Linked DNA regions of Danio rerio: region 2 is linked to region 1. A link is a contact called in public HiChIP or PLAC-seq data. All regions are on one chromosome and are shown on one strand. The core of a region is the stretch at or near the end of the contact, and the rest is flanking DNA. Distances in the headings are between cores, read along the strand shown.

Region 1 (7,739 bases), core at 2,534-5,033:
ACATCAAGCTCTCGGTTTGTACTGGAGCTTCTCACAGTGCTTGAGATATGTTTGTTTAACATATACTATATAGTGGATTAAAAATGTATGATTGTAAAAATAATTTCTATTTTAATATTAACCTGGTCAAATAATGTTATTATGATAAATGTATTTGTTTATATTTGCCATATTATTTACATGCATAGTTGAAACATTTCTATAAATATTTATTAATTAATAATAAATAAAATACAAATAAATATACAAAAAAATATGATAATAAATCACTTTTTTACATTAAAGAAAAAAACAACTATGTAAGAAAAATATATACTTTAATTTTAAAAAGTATATTATTATTATTATTATTATTATTATTATTATTATTATTATTATTACTATTATTATTATTATTATTATTATTATTATTATTATTATTATTTAGTATATTTATTCTAATTTTATTTATTATTAATAAATAATACTAATAATATACTTAATATTAATTAAAAATCATTTAATATTAACAATTAATAAAGAACAATAATAAATTAAAATAACTATTAATAAGTCACAAATATACTACACCGTAATTATACATACATACATACATACATACATATAAATTATATAAATTATACATACATGCATATATATAAATAATTTCTATTTTGATATTAACCTGGTCAAAGAATGTTATTATGATAAATGCAATTGTTTATTATTTGCCATATTTTTTACATGCATATTTGAAAAATTTCCATAAATATTTGTTTAATTAATAATAAATAAAATACAAATAAATATAAAATAATAAAAAATAAATAATAATAATAATAATAATAATAATAATAATAATAATATTAAATCACTTTTTTACATTAAAGAAAAAACAAAAATATATACTTTAATTTAAAAAAAATAGTATATTATTATTATTATTATTATTATTATTTAGTATATTTATTTGTATATTATTTATGAATAATTAATACAATTAATATACTTAATAATAATAAAAAAAATTAATATTAACAATTAATAAATAACAATAATATTTAATTAAAATAACAGAAGTTATACAGTGGTCAATAAACCACTGTTCTAAACCACCTTCTCTAAGCTTTCTCTCCTTCAGCACACACCCACAGCTCAACTCATGATCTGCACATGATGCTCTCGCACTCTGACAGATGTGTTTCTCCATAGCACAGTTTTCAGACAACCTCTTCTTGGCCTTCTGCTTCACTGGGCCTCAGTAGCCCTGACCTGACTTAACCCGACAGAGCCAAAGCTGTTGTTGTATTACTGAGAAAGAAGCATGTCGAGGATCCTGCTAACACCTGTGCAAATATACATAAGAATCCAGCATTAACACTCATCAGGAGATGAATGAAGAACTATTCATTCATTCATTCATTCATTCATTCATTCATTCATTCATTCATTCAGTAAAAAAAAAAAACAAATAAAAAAATGAATACACAAACCAATCCACAATCTAACAAATGAATGAATAAATGAATGAATGAATTAATTAATGTATTAATTCCTTCATTTGATTGGTTGATCATTCATTCATTCATTCATTCATTCATTCATTCATTCATTCATTCATTTGAGTGGTTGATTATTCATTCATCCATTGTATGAATATTTTTCCATTCATCCATTATTTTTTATTTACACATTCATTCCTTCCTTTCCTAATTTGATTGTTTTATCATTTATTCATTCATTCATTTGTTAGATTGTTGATTGGTTTGTGTATTAATTTTTTCATTTGTTATTTTTTAAAAAATTTTTACGATAAAAACACAGTGAATCCTGAAGGTAGAAGCTTATTAACAGTACAGTACAGTACAGTAGTTATGACTAATATCCATAGTAATGTTTTCTGATATGCAGTTGTTTATGCATCACTTACAGTTTGAATTAGCGCGGAGTGTTTGTAGAGCGTGCACAAAGATGATTTTTGGCCTCATAAACAGGGATAATAGAGAATAATAAAGAAGACAGATGAAGCTGTTTAGGCGCCGCGGGTATCATTGCACACTTGTATCTTCAAGCCCTCTGCTTCTTGTTATCCTCTGCTTTTTTTTATTTTTCTCTCGCTCTGAGGAAGCTTTTTCAGATATCCATGTACACTTATATATGTACACTTATATATATCAGTTAACATGGAGATCTGATATGATATATAAATATATATAAAAGCGTCTGCGATGTGTTTCTGATTCTGTTTTTGCACTTCAAACTACAGCATATATGTGTATATATATATATATGTGTATATATGTATTAAAGGGTAAGTGAATTATAACAGCGCAAACTGTTCTGTAACTGTAGTAGTGCAGTGCGTCATTTGTTTAACCCTTTAAGGTTACGTCCTGACTGACTGACAGGTATATGATGCGTGAGTCCATAAGTAAATAAATAATAAGTAAATAAAGTAAACAGTCAAATAAACACTCTGTTCATAAAAATATTCAAATAACATAATTATTCAAATTATTTAATTTAATAAAAAATTTATAGTGGCTCAGTGGTTTGCACTGTGGCAAGAAAGTCACTGGTTCGAGTCCTGCCTGGGTCAGTTGGCATTTCTGTGTGGAGTTGGCATGTTCTCCCCGTGTTGGAGTGGGCTTCCACCGGGTGCTCCCATTTCCCCCACAGTCCAAACACATGCGCTATAGGCGAATTGGGTAAGCTAAATTGTCCGCAGTGTTTGTATGTGTGATTGTGAGAGTGTATAGGTGTTTCCCAGTACTAGGTTGCAGCTGGAAGGGCATCTGCTATGTAAAACATATGCTGGATAAGTTGGTGGTTCATGCCGCTTTGGTGTCCCCTGATGAATAAATGGACCAAGCTGAAGGAAAATGAATATTTAAAATAAAATAAAATAAAATAAAATAAAATAAAATAAAATAAAATAAAATAAAATAAAATAAAATAAAATAAAATAAATAAATAAATAAATAAATAAATTAACAAATTAACAAATTAATAAATAAATAAATAAATAAATAAATAAATAAATTAATTAATTAATTACAATATAATATTAAAAATTAAATATTCATTATTGATTATTAAAGAATTTTATTCCACCCATATTTTGACAAAATTATATTTGAAAAAATAATAAAGTAGCCAACTTGGTTGCCTTTAATAATGTGCTGAAAATAAAACCCAAAATATTAAGTCATTCTAAATGGGAAACTATGCATGCTTGCATGTACCTGGAATTATTGAGAAGACTTAATTTTTTTATTATGTTAGACAACTTTCAAAACTTTAATCCTTTACTAATAAACTTTTTTCTACTCTATTATTTCTTTCAGAAAGCGTGGAGTCTCTGGTGCGTCAGGCGGAGAACCACACCCTCTCCATCCTCCATCAGTCCCAGCGTGATCTCTCCAGCCCAGCAGCATCAGCACCAGTCGGGGAGTTTTTCACAGAAGTGGCTCTGTTCATCCTGGGCTCTGAGCTCAGTCTAGAAGAGTCCTCTCAGAGCTTCTTCAACGCTCTTTTCCCCTTAATATACGAGCGTCTGATTGACTCCCGTCTGTCTCCTCCATACGCCGAATGCCTGCGCTCGTCTGCTCAAGATCTAGCACCGTTCGGAGCAGCCCCAATCCGCCTGGCGTCCCAAATCGCCCATGCTTCTCTACCTGCTCGCGTGTTTCTCCAAGCGCTCCATTTGGGCATCGAGATCATAAATACGACCGATCACATCCAGCTGAGCCGCGAGTGCAGACGTGGCCTACTGAGGATGAGCTACTGCCCGCACTGCAAGGCTCTGACCTCCAGCAAACCCTGCTTGGGATACTGCCTGAACGTGGTGCGCGGGTGTCTGGCTAACCTGGCTGAAGTGGATGCCCACTGGAGGGAGTTTGTACGCTCGCTGGAGACGCTGGCAGTACGGATGCACGGAGAGCTGGATCTGGAGCAGGTGCTGCTGGGGGCGCATGAGCTGGTGAGGGACGCTGTGGCGCACGCTCAGAGGAGCACAGCGAGGATACATGCGCAGGTGAGAGGATGAGTGTGTGGTTAGCACTGTCACCTCACAGCAAGAAGGTCACTGGTTCGAGCCCCGGCAGGGCCAGTTAGCATTACTGTGTGGAGTTTGCATGTTCTCCCCGTGTTGACGTGGATTTCCTTCGGGTGTTCCGGTTTCCCCAAGTCCCCAAGTGAGAGTGTATGGATGTTTCCCAGTGATGGGTTGCAGCTGGAAGGGCATCTGCTGTGTAAAACATGTGCTGGATAAGTTGGTGGTTCATTCCACCGTGGCGTCCCCTGATTAATAAAGGGACCAAGCTGAAGGAAAATGAATGAATATTACTTTTATTTTTTCCTGTAGTGTTAAACCATCACTGCAGACATTTGTAAACACACTCGCTGCATATCTCAGTGACTATAGCTAAGCTGAAGGCCTTCAGCTGCCAAACGCAAGGCATTCTGGGAATGTTTGGCTCCATCGCTGCATGTGTGACTGTGAACAGCTGATGTTCAAGCCCGACTGCATTCCTCATCGCCAAACAACACTTGCAACCACAGCTTTAGCATGCTGCACGCGACATGTTCGAGAAAGCTGCAGAAATGCCAAGGCCAAGGGTGTGAAAGAAACATTATTTCTCCTTCACCTCATTGTGAACGCAAGGATTTTGGATGTGCCGCACATATCCAAGAAAACCAACCATGAGCCTTCAGCCTTCAACCATGTGCCGCCCTGAGCAGATACTTCATTCATTCATTCATTCATTTTCTTTTCGGCTTATTCCCTTTATTATTCTGGGGTCGCCACAGAGGAATGACCTGCCAACTTATCCTGCATATGCTTTACACAACGGATGCCCTTCGAGCTGCAACCCAGTACTGGGAAACACCCACACACTCTCATTCACACTCATACACTATGGTCAATTTAGTTTACTCAATTCACCTATAGCGCATGTGTTTGGACCTTGGGGGAAACCGGAGCACCCGGAGGAAACACACGCTAGAGATCTGCGCGGGACTAAATTTTCAATCCCGCTCCCGCCCGCACCCGCCAGGTTTTAGCCCGAACCCAACTGCTCCCGCTTATATTAAGAATTTGTTGTCCCGCTGCCCAACCCGCCCCGTTTTCTGCCCGCCGCGCCCGATCCCGCTAAAGAGCGGGGGAAAACAAAACCAAAAATCCCCCAGCTAAACAGTCCAGACAGCCAAGCTGTCTGTATAAACACACACACACAGCACCAAGCACACACACACAGACAAATCTCTCTCTCTCTCTCTCTCTCATACGCGCGCACGCACTAACACACACACAAGCACCAAGCAGACACACAGGCGTTTGCTGTTATATCAACTCAAAGGCTTGTAATACCATGTATCAAGTACCAATGTAATACCAAAAGGTTTTATATAAAGGTATATAAATACTGAGTCGTGCCAGCTCCGGGCCGCAGCGCACATTACTCTCGGGCTGATTCCGGCGCGGATGCGGCAGCGTCGGCTCGCTTACGGCTGCCGCATCTGGCCCGAATCGGGCTGGAATCGGGCAGTGAGTCCACAAGCATCCGGAGTCCGGCAGCCAGATCCGGGCCGAGTGGTAAGTCTGTGGCAGGCGAGAATCTAGCTGGAACTGGCCCGAGTGTATTTTGCTATCTGGGAAAGCTCTCTCTCTCTCTCTCTCTCTCTCTCTCTCTCTCTCTTATTTGCGCGCGCGCACTAACATACACACACACACAAGCACACACACAGGCAAAGCTCTCTTTCTCTCTCTCTCTCTCATTCGCATAGCAATATCCGCGATATTGCTAGACAGCCCGCTCCCGTCCCAAATTAAACCCGTTACCGATCCGCGATTTATTCGGAAATTTATTCCCGCGCCGCAGAAATCTGGTCGGGTCCTGCGCCGCCCGCGGGACAGCCGTGGGAATGCAGACCTCTAACACACGCAAACACAGGGAAAACATGCAAACTCAACACAGAAATCCCAACTGACCCAGTCGGGACTCAAACCAGCGATCTTCTTGCTGTGAGGTGACAGTGCTAACCACTGCACCACTGTGCACCCGGTAACTTTATTTATTACAATTTGTCATAAAAGTTCAATTGCTACAATTCTTAGTAAAGTATTTCAGCGAGCACCCTATAAAGCAGGGGACCCTGCATTGTTTAGCTCCAACTGGCCTCAACACACCTGCCTGGGTGTTTCAAGTATACCTAGTAAGACCTTGATTAGCTTGTTCAGGTGTGTTTGATTAGGGTTGGAGCTAAAATCTGCAGCACACCGGCCCTTCAGGAACAAGTTTGATGACCCCTGCTATAAAGTGTTAACCTGCCAAAAAGTTGAGGTTTTATCATTTTGCTTTGCAGTACTGATCTCCAGCCACTGTCAGTGATAGTTCACCCAAAACATGAACATTTTACGCACTATTTACTCACCCTCAAGTGGTTTCAAAACTTTATCATTAATCTGTTATGAATAAAATATTACGATGAAAGCGGAAACCATGTTGAATTAGGGAAAATCAAATACTATGGAAGTCAATGGTTACTGGTTTTCAACATTTTTAAAAATATCTTCTTTCGAGTTTGACAGAAGAAACCCCATAATGGTATGAAACATGTGAAGGGAGAGTAAATGATGACAGAATTTTCATCTCCAGGTGAACTATCCCTATTGTACTGAATGTGTGTGTGATGTAGAGGTGTGTGTTGGTGTGTTGCAGGTGCAACGTGTGTGTGGTCAGTCCAGCAGATGGACGGAGCCGGTGAACAGCGTCCAGCACAGCACAGGACGAGCATCAGACTCGATACCACTGAGAGGAGCAAACAGAAACACAGAGGACTCGCTCAGCAGCCGCAGAACGTGAGACATCTGCATCCTCATCTATATTTACATTTACATCTACAGCTACGTTCAATAGTTATACCTTTACATACATCTGCAGCTATATCAATACAATTACATCTACTTCTACATCTATATTTACATCTACATTTATATCTAATAATACATCTGTTATCTGTCTTGAATTTAGATTACATACATAAAAATGAATCATAACATAACAAAATATATAAAAAAGTGGCCTTTATACCTGTTTAATGAATAATACGATTACAAATATAAGTTCACAATTTTTAATGTAATATATATATATATATATATATATATATATATATATATATATATATATATATATATATATATATATATATATATATATATATATATATATATATATAAGTAATATTAATATAATATTGAATATAATTTATGTATAATTTATTTTTTGTAATATAAAAAAAAACATTAAATATATTTTAATAGTGACTTTAATTCCAATGTAATGTTAGTTATTTACTGCAATGGATTTTTTTAAATGAAAATAAATACTAATAAAATGACTCTATAAAATAGAGTAATAATAATAAAATGAATAATAATAATAATAATAATAATAATAATAATAATAATAATAACATTATATATATATATATATATATATATATATATATATATATATATATATATATATATATATATATATATATATATATATATATATATATATGTCTAGAATTTCCTATAACCTAATAGTATGTAATGAGTTTAAATATTAAAAACATTAGTATTCATTTTAATTGGTATGTAAACACCTAATTTAATACACTGTTTTTCATATTAATGTATTTATATTTTGTTTAGATTGATTTATTTAATATTATCCTAACTTGAACTTTTTGTGTTTGTGAAGCTT
Region 2 (7,447 bases), core at 2,451-4,950, 76 kb before region 1:
CTAACTGAGTAGTTTTAAAGCGAAGAATGATCCGGTTGGTGAACTCAACGGCGCCATGTTAGTGCAGATTGTTTCGGGCTGGGGGGGGAGGGGTGAACGGGGAGCGCCTCTCTGCGCATGCGCCACACAGACGGACGGCGCGGTCCGCAGGCTGCGCAATTCATTCACTCGCTCAACTCTAGTTCTCATAACTTGGAAATTAATAGTGAAACGCACCTTCAGAATGGAATGAGCGAACTAGGTAACGGTGGTTTGGTGGAGTTTGTTTTTAATGGCCGCTAAACCGTCACATTTGGACATGGATAGTACCGCAGTGCCCGTGTGACATGTGCTTTGCCATGAGGCCCTCGCTTTTGTAGTATAGAAAGTCAACCCCATGTACCATCAATATCTATTGTATTTGAATAATTCTACAGGTAACAAACTAACTCAAATATTTCTCCCCTTCCCCCTCTCAGAATTCCCAGGAAAGATGGGAGTAGTTGCACGCAAGTTGGACTTTCTTGAGTGGACTTGGTTGGTGTCAATGTATTGTCAAAGTGCTTACAGTGCAGGTAGTATTATGGAATATCTACTGCAGTGGAGGCACTTCTAGCAATACACTTGACCATTTTAACCTTCCTCCAGGCATCCTTCGGCAAGACACCCAACCTAACGGCTTTGTGCTAAGGTGCATCTAGTGCAGATAGTGAAGTAGACTAGCACCTACTGCCCTAAGTGCTCCTTCTGGCACGAGGGTCTGTGACTTGCATCCATATATATTTGTGTCTGTGTGTGTTTATGTAATTTTTCCCCTCATTTTTTCTTTTGGTGCAGTTCTCTGCTAGTTTTGCATAGTTGCACTACAAGAAAACGGGAGTTGTGCAAATCTATGCAAAACTGATGGTGGCCTGCTGCTTCTCCACGATTCCCATGTTTTGATTTTGTAAAATCAAAGTTTCTCGATTAATCGCCGTCCCCCCCAGCCCCTTCATATTTTTCTCTCCCCTTCTTAAATAAATCTCCTAATGTTGCAGTTGTGTTAGAGTTTCAGCAGTGCTAAAGTGCTTATAGTGCAGGTAGTATTTCTGTCATCTACTGCAGTGTGAGCACTTGAAGTACTTCTAGCTTAATGCGTCTGGGATCCGAAGATTTCTGCTAGAAATCCTGAGGTCTGCGTGCGCTATTTGACCTTGCTGGACCCCCGGTCAGTTTTGCTGGTTTGCATTCAGCTTTTAAGACTGTGCGCTGTGCAAATCCATGCAAAACTGATTGTGGCAGCACACTTCTTAAGCACTTGTTTTTGGAGTCGTTTGGTCCCTTTCTGCGCAGGTTGGGATTGGTAGCAATGCTGTGTGTTTTGAAGGTATTGCACTTGTCCCGGCCTGTAAAGGATTGTGGAGATTGTACCCCACAAATATTTTTATTTTCCATTTCATTTGCCATTCGTTATTTTTCATTATTCATTTAAGCATTTTTTTTTTTTTTGAGAATTACTTTTATAAACACCTTGATACTGTGATTTGAATGAATGCAAAAGCTTGTCAATAAAATATTGCGATGCATCATCTTTGTTTCATTTATTATCTTAACACTGTAATTTTTACACCATGCAAGGCATGATTAACATTTAGACACTTGTTTGCTATGCTGTTAAGTGTGTTAATGACTTGGGTTTTATTAAACCAACATAATCGGACAAATCAACATAGTCTATCAGCTGCTCTTCAGATTTATCAAATCCAATTATAAAAATGCAGAGTAAGCCGAGTAATCTAGCATCCCTTTAAGTACACATGCTTAATGCAGAGGGGTGGTCTTAATCCCTATATTGTAGTGTGTATAAATGGTACTTGTACAAGTAAAGCTTTTAAAATTATGTTGATTAGGAAAGTGGTTTAAAAAATGTACAATATCTTGAATTCTGTGTTCACTGCTGAAGTTTTGTCTAATGGTTGACTACCATGGTGTTCAGCTGCTGTGCATTGGAATGTTGGGAGGTTTGCTGTAGCCCTGTGTAAAGATGAACAGTACATTCATTTTTATAGTGAAAGCATGTTCTCTAAGTTTAAAATAAATTTGTTGTTAGTCCATAGGGAAGTACAGCCAATCTCTATTCAAATCAAAACCTTTGAGTCTTATCACTTTATTATTATTATTATTATTATTTTTTTTTTTTTATTGGTGTTTAAGACAACATATCTTAGTATACAATACAACAGGAAAGTTACAGACTCATATTTTCCCTCTGTCCTCTCAAAATAAAATATATTAATTATAAACAAACATGTCCTCTGAAAGGTAAATAATAAAAATAAAATAATTAAAATATACATATAAAAAATTATATATATATATATATATATATATATATATATATATATTATTTTTTTAAGTAAGCAAGTTTTTATTAAAATGGCAAAAAAAAAAAAACATTTAAAAAGTTCACATTGTGTATATATATCCACTTAATTACTGTGTATTAGATCTGATATCAACTGAACAGGGTAAGCCTTTGACATAGTCTAAAACAGGGTTCCAGGTCTTGTAAAAAGATTTTGGAAATACTGTAAGTAAACATTAATTTCTTAAGGTTTATGTAACTTAAGATTTGAGTCATCACTTTATATAGTTTATTATAATGCTTACTAAAATATTACAGTGACAATAGCTGAAATTATTATTGATATTTAAGTGATAATCTTAGGGTAATATCAAGGCTAAAGATCTCTGAAGTCTTCGTTAATAGTTTCAGTTCATTGTTTTATGTTTTTAAGAAACTTGACATCAGTCAAACCAAAACAAGTTGTTACCTGCAGTGTCAGTAAATGTCAAATAGATGGGGCTGTTGCAGCTCATTTGGGAGAGATGCTCGCATTGTCTGCTGAAGGTGTTTTATTTCCAGTAATTTATCTCCACTGTTTTTAGTAATCTATTTAATAAAAATATAAATTAACATCGCTAAAAATTAATTGGAATTACCCCCGCTAACTTCTATTAAACTTTCCATATGCAACAGGCTTTCAGTTTCGGAGGCCCGTTCGTTGTAGTGGGTGAAACTTATTTTGTGTATGTGTGTTTGTGTGAAAGTAACAGTGTGAGGTTTCCAATGTATAATTCTACAAAACTTTGCTTGATAATTTGCATAGCCTACTACTCTCCTGGAGTAGCAGCTATTCAAAATCAGTAATCAGGGTCTATATACAGGCGATTTGTGAGGTACAAGCGATTAATCCGACCGCAACGGGAATCTTCAAACTGTTGCCATGGTTACCACCTGAAGCTAACGCGATTTGTGTTAGCGACCATAACATTTTAGTAATAAATGTTAACTTTTAGTACTCTCAAATAAGTTCTGTAAATATAGCTGAGGGTCAAATTTAGGAAGGATGTACTAGGAAAAAAAAACTGCTCCTAAAATACTCGTAACGTTATACCAGTGCTAGTTGTGCTGTTGTAGTGTTCGCAGTTGGACCAGGCTAACGTTAATGATTCCGCCCATTGGCTCCTGACAGCTCCGTCTTTCAGCAGCGCATTCACTGCGCTCTTTTTGAAGGTCCTGTGTGAAACACTCAGTGTGTGTGTGATGTACAATCACTTCTGTATATGTCTCTTCACCTAAAATCAACCGGAGGTTTTCACCAGAAGTTTTCCGAGGGCAAATCAACGCGCGTTTTCCTTCAGCGGACATCATATTTCTCAACTGGTCAGCTTCTGGAGATGGAAATGGCGATCCGTGGAATTTTGTTTTATACATTTTTTGCGGTTTTCACAGATGTCTGTCAGGGGACTTTAATGGACTGCGAAGAAGTGCGTAAAGTTTTTCAGTTGAAACAAATCGGACCTGCAAAATCAATACCTGACACGCCGAGAACAGGTAAGAATGTGATGTGCTGGATAACATAACATAGGTTTTCTAGCCGGTTGGTTTTGTTTTCATCACACTTGATTGCTAAACGTTTAATATTAGCCTACAAAGTACCTGAAACAAACCTGACACTTTGCGTTATCAGGTTTTTGTTTGTATGACAAAAAAAAAAATCCCGTCCAAAAATTGTAGATATTTTTCTGAGGCGGAAGTCTTGAAGAGTGATATCATAACTAAAGCTGATCGACATTCAAACTAGCAAAACCTGCTGTTTTTCTCGTATACATACACTTACACTTGTACGATATTGAATTAAAATATTTAATCGTCTGATATATGAACTTCAAAATGAGGCTATCAAGACGTTTCACAGAATCATGCCCTGGGGGCGCGTTTACCGGCTTTGAGGTAACGTTAAAGGGGTAGTTCACCCAAAACTGAAAATGCAGATATTTACTCAGTCATTTAATCATTTACTTACTTGTAACAAACCTGTTTAATTCAATTGAATTAATTTTCTTCTGTTGAACATGAAAGAAGATATTTTGAAAAATGTTGGAAACTTAAAAACACTAACTTCCATAGTAGTTTCAGAATGTTTTAAGGTTGTTTTCAGATACGATTGAGACCAGAAGTTAATGAAAATGATTTATTAAATTTACCATTAATTGCATTTTATTAACATCTACCCCAACCCCAACTCTAAACCGAATCGTCACAGTAAAGTAAAAACAGTAGTTACGGAGTATTATTTGTTTTTTCGTCACCTTAGAATTGTATCAGATATTTTTTTCAAAATTGAGTTATTGACAAATTGTTATTAAATGACAGCTTATTTACATTATGGGATGTTTTTTAATATAAGTTTTTTTTTTTTTTTACATTTTAAGACATTTTATGTGAAAAACAAATGTCGCACACATACTGATTGCTATATAGAATGCAAAAACTTTGAAGCTCAATGTCTCAAAATCATTCAGAACGCAGATAGAAGCTTATAATTCCAAGATAACGATTTATAAAATTACCCTGTAAAACACTACCACCACAGTACAGTAAAAATATTAATTATTGTTAGTGAAATCTGCTGTTTTTCTTGTACACTTACAAGTAGGCTATATTAGTAGGCTACCCTGTACGATATTGACCTAAAATATTTAATCGCTTGATATATGAACTTCAAAATATTGCTGTTTCACAGAATTATACCCTGGGGGCACGTTTACCAGCTTTGAGGTAATGTCAACGTTAAAGGGATAATAGCTGTACAAGTTTTTATTCTTCTGTTGAAGACAAAAGAAGATAATTTGAAAAATGTTGGAAACTTGTAAACATTGACTTCCATAGTAGTTTCAGAATGTTTTCAGGTTGTTGCTAGATCAGATACAGTTGCAGCCAGAAGTTAAAGATAATTATTTATTCACAAAATTTTCATTAATTGTATTTTAATAGAGTCTACCCATACCCCAACGCTAAACCCAACCGTCACGTTGTGGTAAAAACAGTAGTTTCATGCTATTATTTTAAGTATTATTTAGGTTATTTATTAAATTACCCAATAAATTGTATTTTTTAACATCTTTCCCTACCCTGACCCGAAACCCATCACACAGTACTGTAAAAAATATTAATTATTGTTAGTAAAACGTGCTGTTTTTCTTGTACACACTTATAAGTAGGCTATATTAGTAGGCTACCTTGTACGATATTGAGCAAAAATATTTATTCGCTTAATTTATGAACTTCAAATTGACGCTATCAAGACGTTTCACAGAATTATACCCTGGGCGCACGTTAACTGGCTTTGAGGTAACGTTAAAGGGATAATTCACCCAAAACTGAAAATGCAGTCATTTACTCAACCTTTACTTGTCACAAAGCTGTTTAAGTTTTTTGTTCTTCTGTTGAACACGAAAGAAGATATTTTGAAAAATGTTGGAAACTTGTAAACATTGAGTAGTTTCAGAATGTTTTCAGGTTGTTGCTAGATCAAGTTGCGCCCAGAAGTTAACTAAAATGATTTATATTATTTATTAACTTTTTATTAATTGCATTTTAAACCCAATTGAACCCAACCATCACAATAGCATAAAAATAGTACTTGTACTGATTATTGTGTATGTTATTTATTAAATTACCCAATGAATTGTTTATTTTAATGTCTACCCCTACCCTAAAGCCCGTTTCACATGGGGCTTCAGCAATGGCGTAGCTTCCCAACCTTCAGCAAATTGAGAAGTTACCAACTTCAGCAGCGAGCAACGCCACTAAAGCGATGCCGACGGGTCTACAATGCAGTTTGGCAATGCCTGACGTCACCTATTTAAAATAAATGGAAAGCATTGATGCTTTAATCGGGTGTAACCCTAAACCCAATCATCACAATACTATAAAAATATTAATTATTGTTACACAGTGTCATATAAAATGATGCTATATTGATCAAATATCCGCAGCGGTATCCCATCTAGAATTGATTTGAATTAACTTTTTATATGGCGACGCAGTGGCGCAGTGGGTAGCATGTTCGCCTCACAGCAAGAAGGTCGCTGAGTCGCTGGTTCGATCCTCGGCTCAGTTGGTGTTTCTGTGTGAAGTTTGCATGTTCTCCCTGCGTGGGTTTCCTCCGGGTGCTCTGGTTTCCCCCACAGTCCAAAGACATGTGATACAGGTGAACTGGTAGGCTAAATTGTCCGTAGTGTGTGTGTGTGTGTGTGTGGATGTTTCCCAGAGATGGGTTGCGGCTGGAAGACAACAACCTGAAAACATTCTGAAACTACTAAGTCAATGTTCACAAGTTTCCAACATTTTTCACATTTTTCACGAAAAACTTGCTGGATAAGTTGGTGGTTCATTCCGCTGTGGCGACCCCAGATTAATAAAGGGACTAAGCCAACAAGAAAATGAATGAATAACTTTTTATATATTTTTTAAGAGTATGTCCAAACGTTTAAGCAAAAATCCTTGACTTCCATAGTAGCCTATTTGTTTTTCCCATTATGGAAGTCAGTGATTGCAGGTTTCCAATCTAAAATAACATATTTTTCTATTTCTTAAAGGTCTGAATCCACTTAACTGTGAGTAAATATTCAGTTTTGGGGGCACTATCTCTTTAAAACTCAACTCTCTGTGTGGACTGCCATGAGTAGCCTAGCTTTTTAAATAAACACCAGTAATGAACAGTGCTTCAATGAGCAGTTCTAACACCCTCAAGTTGTATCACTTCCCTCGAAAGACTTCAACACCAAAAAGATTTGCTGTTTACTTTCACGAAAAACACTTTTACTAAAGGAATTTGGAAGCAGTTCAGAAATGGGCTGGCAGTTTTTCGCATGTCTACTTTGCTTTCAGGATTTGTACACGGCATATCCTGACAGGAAATTAAGACGAAGTGCTCTTTGAAATGTTTTTTAGTAATATATTTGTACGTTCGAGTGCAGCAGAGAGCCTCCACCATCTACTGACGGAAAGCAAAAAGATCAAATTTACTTGGCATGTTTTTACCCTCAAGCTGAGACGCTTTCTCAAATCAGAGATCAAGTGGTGTAGGCTATACAAGGTCAGAAGCTAGCTCTTGAATATTGCCTTAATTAGTCACAA

Evidence for each region. HiChIP or PLAC-seq counts read pairs in DNA pulled down with a chosen protein or histone mark.
Region 2: an H3K4me3 HiChIP or PLAC-seq map of embryo shows a contact between it and region 1, with 2.6 times the contacts expected there. The contact joins the promoter of gpc5a here to the enhancer-like site in region 1. A contact is called at or near these places in 9 of 18 Hi-C or Micro-C datasets (caudal fin, embryo, gastrula embryo and 3 more) and 3 of 4 datasets of contacts at active chromatin or transcription factors (caudal fin, embryo and gastrula embryo).

The regions. Positions count from the first base shown.
Region 1 is chr1:4,103,930-4,111,668 of GRCz12tu, reverse strand. It overlaps gpc5a (glypican 5a), which reads left to right. Exons shown (of 8, transcript NM_001302236.1): 3 at 3,327-4,015; 4 at 6,705-6,844. Among named protein-coding and RNA genes, the nearest start is that of gpc5a, 76 kb to the left of the region's middle. Within about 2 kb of position 3,783, at least 3 of the 62 cell types and tissues checked have an H3K27ac peak or open chromatin away from gene starts, as enhancers often do.
Region 2 is chr1:4,180,253-4,187,699 of GRCz12tu, reverse strand. It overlaps gpc5a (glypican 5a), which reads left to right and starts at 3,700. Exons shown (of 8, transcript NM_001302236.1): 1 at 3,700-3,856. The coding sequence starts at 3,700. mir92a-1 (microRNA 92a-1) reads left to right here and starts at 1,294; the gene lies at 1,294-1,378. dre-mir-19b (microRNA 19b) reads left to right here and starts at 1,175; the gene lies at 1,175-1,261. dre-mir-20a (microRNA 20a) reads left to right here and starts at 990; the gene lies at 990-1,142. It also overlaps dre-mir-19a, mir18a, mir17a-1 and LOC141384368.